Linked DNA regions of Mus musculus: region 1 is linked to region 2. The links are chromatin contacts, called in public HiChIP or PLAC-seq maps. All regions are on one chromosome and are shown on one strand. The core of a region is the stretch at or near the end of the contact, and the rest is flanking DNA. Distances in the headings are between cores, read along the strand shown.

What was found. HiChIP or PLAC-seq counts read pairs in DNA pulled down with a chosen protein or histone mark.
Region 1: a contact with region 2 is called in a CTCF HiChIP or PLAC-seq map of CD8 T cells, with 9 read pairs. The contact joins two enhancer-like sites. A contact is called at or near these places in 1 of 15 datasets of contacts at CTCF or cohesin (CD8 T cells), 3 of 484 Hi-C or Micro-C datasets (cerebellar granule neurons, cerebellum and memory CD8 T cells), 2 of 115 datasets of contacts at active chromatin or transcription factors (CD8 T cells and effector CD8 T cells) and 2 of 9 other capture datasets (adipose tissue and liver).

The regions. Positions count from the first base shown.
Region 1 is chr5:113,671,196-113,673,895 of GRCm38.p6, reverse strand. No RefSeq gene overlaps it. Among named protein-coding and RNA genes, the nearest start is that of Gm52823, 22 kb to the right of the region's middle. Within about 2 kb of position 1,300, at least 75 of the 459 cell types and tissues checked have an H3K27ac peak or open chromatin away from gene starts, as enhancers often do. A contact at or near this core is called in CD8 T cells, effector CD8 T cells and memory CD8 T cells, where this site is marked.
Region 2 is chr5:113,538,365-113,541,371 of GRCm38.p6, reverse strand. All of the region lies in intron 1 of Wscd2 (WSC domain containing 2), which reads right to left. The region is part of intron 2 of Gm52822 (a long non-coding RNA gene); the gene reads left to right. Among named protein-coding and RNA genes, the nearest start is that of Gm52822, 4.3 kb to the left of the region's middle. Within about 2 kb of position 1,596, at least 36 of the 459 cell types and tissues checked have an H3K27ac peak or open chromatin away from gene starts, as enhancers often do. A contact at or near this core is called in CD8 T cells, effector CD8 T cells and memory CD8 T cells, where this site is marked.

The DNA of each region.
Region 1 (2,700 bases), core at 51-2,550, 130 kb before region 2:
TCCCTCCCTCCCTCCCTCTCTCCAGACTCTAGGACCAGGTGAGTTCTTTTCTGGGCCTGTTTCTCCAGGTGTCTGGGACAGTGGTTTATAATGTGGATTCTCTGAGGTTCTGTGGCTGCTTTGGGAGATAAGAACAGAGAGACATCTCAGACTGGGATTGTCACACTGTTTCTCTTCTTTATTGTTACATTGGGACTTTGAGAGAGATCTGGTTGGGGAATGATTTTGATTCCTTAGTATCTAACTTAACCAATTAGATTGGAAGTGTACCTCAGTGGGTAGAGTGCTTGCCCAGCATGGGTAAGGCTCTGGATTTGCATAACCAGGTGTGATGGTAGCATTTGGAGTTCAAGGCTACCCTCTGCTTTATACTGAGTTCAAGTTCAAAGGCCATCTTGGGTTACATGAAAACACAAAACCAAACAAAAACACACAGCAAAGTCCCCACTTAGGTAAGCTTTTGTGATGGTTAGAATGTGAAGTGTCTACAGGTTCATATGTCTGGCTGCTGTGTCTCCAGTTGGTGACACTGTTTGGGAGGCCGTGGAACTCCCAGGAGCTATGGCCTGGCTGATGGAGGTTGGTCACTGGGGAGTCACTGAAGGCGATTCCTCCTTCTCTAGTCTCCATCCAAGTCCTTCTTTCTCTTTATCAGATGGACCAACCGCCTGGTGTTCAGGCCACTTCAGGCTGAATCCCTCCCACAGCCATGCCACCGTGACTGGCTGAAATCTTCAGAGACCATGAGCTGAAAGCCAACTCTCCCTTTCTTCAGGAGCTTCCTCAAACATTCTGTCAAAGATCACAGAGGCGCCTCCCTCTCAGCTGTGGTGGCCATGGCTACACCTGTGGGAATGGGGAGGCATGAAGGAACTGGAGTGTCTGGAGAGCCTAAAGTAATGAGGGCTCAAGCGTCGATGTTTGTGTCTCGCTGGGATGCAGGCACATGGTGTCCTGAGGTGGGGTGAGGGAAAACTTGCTCTGAGAGGCTCCCGGGGGACTGCTGTGTCTGTCTGGCATATCTCAAGACAGGCCTGCCCAGTTGGATTTCACCACTGGCTTCCAGGCAGAGGCTTAGAGCTTGTTCCTTGGAGACAGGTCCAGCTGGAACCCCCAACTGGTCCTTGGCAGACCATTGGATGTGCGTGGACCCAGCACCCACCAGGCACCCTAGAGGGAATGTCCATCTGGGCTTGCTTAACTGTTTCCGGGAATCTCACAGAACAGAAGCAGAACCTGGGCGCACACACAGGAAGACGACATGAGTCACACACCATTTTGCAGTTCAGCCCACAGAAGGCCTGGGTGGGGTACATGCCTAGGACTTCCTCTCCAGTTCCTACGCGTGGTGGTTACATAGCCAACAGGACACAGGGGTTCAGCGTGTGGGAGAGAGAGCAGCATTGGAGTCCTGCCTTGCTGGCCTTAGTGTTTCCTCTGCAAGCCTCTATCTCTTGTGGAGATAGATGGAGATGACTGGTGGTCTCTAATGGCACATGGGAGGAGGCTCCACGTAGAAAACCTCTGAACTTCTACTTTACAAGTGAAGAAAGGGGACGAAAATGTAACTGTTTAAAAATGTTGGGATTATAATTGAGGTATTTGAGTCAATATCTATTTATTTTAGCACTGGGGTCTTGTTGTTCTCCCCACAACCCCACCCTGAAGGAGTGTGGGTCTGATTCTGTCCAAATTCCTGGCAGCTTTCTGCCTCTCAGTTCCCTGTTCCCACCCCTAGCAGGAAAGGGTTTCACTTTTTCCCAGGGAACATTAAACATCCTGCAGCCAGCCTGCCCACTGAGGTGAGCAGCCATCATTTATGCAGAAGTGTCTCTGGGAGTTTGTGATTTATTGGCGATGGGTCATCTGTGTTCTCTAGGTGGCTGATGGTTGTGCCATTACGTTTTCAGAGGTTAAGAGAATCCAGAGCTTCAGTGGACCCTGGGAGAGGATTTCTGGGGACAGGATCGGAGCACATTCATACTCACCTGGCAAGAACCCGGTCCCCAGGTTGGGGTTTTGTGAAGGTTACTGTGTGAGTGTTCCGTAGTTATCTGGGGAGGAGCCCTGCTCCCAGGAGGGGGAATGCCAGGGGTATCCCCATACTAGAAAGACCTACTGATTGGGGTTGCTGAGATGACTCAGTGGTGCCCTGTCCCATATAGTAGAGAGAACTGATTGTCACAAGTTGTTTTCTGCCCTCCACAGGCATGCATGGTATGCTTCTGTATGTGCGCGCGCACACACACACACACACACACACACACACACACACACACACACACAGATGCAGACATACACCCAGATATATACACACAGACACATACATCCACACACACATGCACACAGACACATACACAGATACACACACACACAGAGACACGCACACATGCACACACATATGCATGCATACACAGTTATGCACACACACACATGATAAATATTGAAACATTAGGAAACAATTGTTTAATTGGAGTGTTGGATTGGCGACTGCTAGAAGATGACGTCTTTGGAATCAGGCAGCCATGACTTACCCATTAAGAAACTGACTGGGTTAGAATACACACACACACACACACACACACACACACACACAAATATACACACACACACACAAATATACACACACAAACATACACAAACACATACAAACATACAGAAACACACATACACATGCACACACTCATGCACACACACACA
Region 2 (3,007 bases), core at 347-2,846:
CCTCTCCTTAGAGGCTGGTGCTGACCTGAGCTGAGCTGTTCTCTGCATCACGGGATGGCCAGCTACAGGGATACAGCTGCAGGCACAGTTTCCAACCAGCCCTGGAGAACAAGCCTAGGCAAAGACACCGCTCTTGGGCTCAGCATTTAATCCACCCAGCTTTTTACCTAGCTTCCCACCACTGGCTCTGTTTTGGGGTTCAATGCTGGGCTTCCCATTTGCAGGACCTTGTAGTAGGGTGGCCAGAGTCTACCGAGTGGCAGTGGGTTCTCTGACTGGGACAGTTAGATCCTGCTTCTTTCTGTGTCGAGGTCAATGCTCCCCAGAGAGACAGTCATGCCTCAGTGCCTTCCAGGAGGCTGGGGAGAAAGACACACCCGTGAAGTATATATTTCCAGTCATCTCCAAATTGCTCAGCAATTACAGAACACCACAGAAGCCACGGGAGGCAGGAGCATCCCTGTGGGCCGAGACATAGCTGGGCAGAAAAGACCTCACCAGCCAGGGAATGGGTTAGAAGTGAGTTCATGGTTCTTTTTTTGTTTTGTTTTGTTTTGTTTTGTTTTTTCTTTTCCTCTCCCTAAGTTGTGCTTTGAAAAACTCAAGGAAGTATATGAGGGTTCTTGAAAATGATTTGATATTCTGTGTCACAGCACACACATGGAGGTCACAGGACACCTCGAGCAAGTTGGTTCTCTCCTTTCGTCATGTGCTCTCTGGAGATCAGAGTGAGACCTGCCCAGGTTTGGCATAGAGTGCCCTTATCAGCTAATCTATCTCCCCAGCCTCCCCAGACTTGTTACCAGTCAGACTTGAGTTTGGATCTTGGTGCTCACATAAGACAGAACAAGGAACATGGGGTCATTTAAGGCATTGGGGCTGCAAGTTCTTAGGCGTAACACGGGGTGAGAGTACCAATCCCCTCCCAACTCCTTAGTTGTTGAGAGGGCTGGTTGACATAGCAGGGACTATGCACATTACGGTGGGGGGAGGGGCAGCTGGACACCTTGCCTGGACTGCAGGACGTAGCTAAGATAGCCACAGCAGGAAGGCAGGACAGAGGTGCCTTGTCTCTCTCCAATCTTGATAGCCCATGGCCACCCCGTGGCCCTATAGCCCAAGGGCTCAGAGAGAGGTAAGGCTGGGTCAGAAGGGAGAACTGGGGGAGGCTCCTACTTATCAGTTTATTTGAAAAGGGGAAAAAAAAAAGCCATCCATTTCCAGTCCCAGCATTAATAAGCCGCTGTTGAACACGTCTTAAATTTAAATTTAGACAAACGTTCCCCCACACAAACACTCATCGCCCACACACCCCCAAGAATAAATCCACCCGGTGAAGGGGAGATGTCTATGTGGTTACATCCCAGGGGCTGGGAGCTGGGGTGTGCAGGAGTTACCTGGGGACAGGGAAAGTGCCTCTGTGTCTTTGTTGGTGGCCTTAGACGCTCCTGTCAGGAGAGCACTGGTCAGGGACTCTGACCGATCCTTCCAGGAGCACTGGACAGGGAGTCTGCCCCGCAGGGCTGGGCCAATTGAGGGGAAGGCCAATGCTCCAAAGTTAGTGGGTGGAACTGACTTCCTGTCTCAAATGCTGCCTGCCTCTCAGAGTCATTTCCTGCCTACAAAGGAAGTGGTCTCACACCTACTTCTATAGGTTTGCCCACGACCCACAGTCAGCATGGCTTTGCACCCAGAAAAGCCTTGCCTGGGTCAGTGTCCTGTTGAGGCTTCTTGTAAATTGCTAGGAGAGTGATTCTGTTGCAAGAAGAAATGGGCACCATCATTTCACACGGTCTTCTGAGAAATATCAGCTGCCCACAAGTAGTGGTGTGGGTAGGTGGAGGTTCTGTGCAGGGTACCTCAAGCTATGGTGACTTCCTCTTTTCTTTCTGTTTTGGCTTCAAGATCATTCTATAGCTGTGTGGCCTTGGCCAGGTAGATAGTGCTCTCTTCTCTTTTGGATCAAATACACACACACACACACACACACACACACAGACACACACACACACACATCATGTATACATATACATGTTTTCCAATAGTCAAACTACAGTTCATTCAATCAACAAACATCCCTTAGTACCAGCCTCATCTGCAGCCTAAAGTTGGCCACAGGGGACCAGCCTAAACTGGAGGCTGTTCTAGCAGGGAGGGCTCATCACCCCATGAACACCTACCTGCTTCACATCTGGGGAGAGTTTCTTCTCCCCTCAGGGATGTCTCCTGATCCCCCAAGACCCACTTTGGTCAGGGCAGCACACCCTGGCTTGTTCTCTCAGCACTGAGGGAGTGCCTGCTGTGGACCTCAAGAGGGTGTGGCCCCTGGCACCAGGAAGCTGGTGGCTTTATAGTTTCAGACTTGTGGTAGGTGTGGGTTTAGTCTCACCTTGCTTCAGCTTCCAGAACCTCAAAACACACAACTTCCAGCATTCAACATAAATCTGTAGGGCAGGTACTGCCCCCACCCTATCACATGGGTGAGAAACTGAAGCTTCCAAAGGTCAAGAGACGTGTTTAAGGTCATCAGTGCTGAGCCAAGGCTTTAGGCTTGTGTGCTGTGAGATACTGTCTCTCTCCCCTGTCTCTCTTTCTCTCTCTTGCCTTTCTCTCTGTCTCTGTGTGTGTGTGTGTGCACACGCGCGTGCGCACACGTGCACATGCTCCTTCTCCTGACACCCAGTCTCTTGTTTCCATAGGAACAGGCACTTAGGGATAAGTCTACTCTTTGTCTCTATGGGAGACTCTATTCAGGAAGCCTCATCTCCAGGACATCCTGGTGGGCTCTGAGAGCACACTATTTGTTTGTTTATTTGTTTGTTTTTTGAGACAGGGTTTCTCTGTGTAGCCCTGGCTGTCCTAGAACTCACTCTGTAGACCAGGCTGGCCTTGAACTCAGAAATTTGCCTGCCTCTGCCTCCTGAGTGCTGGGATTAAAGGCGTGCACCACCACGCCCAGCCGAGCACACTATTCTTAAAGGAAGCCTGGTGTTGGCTCTCGTCCCCA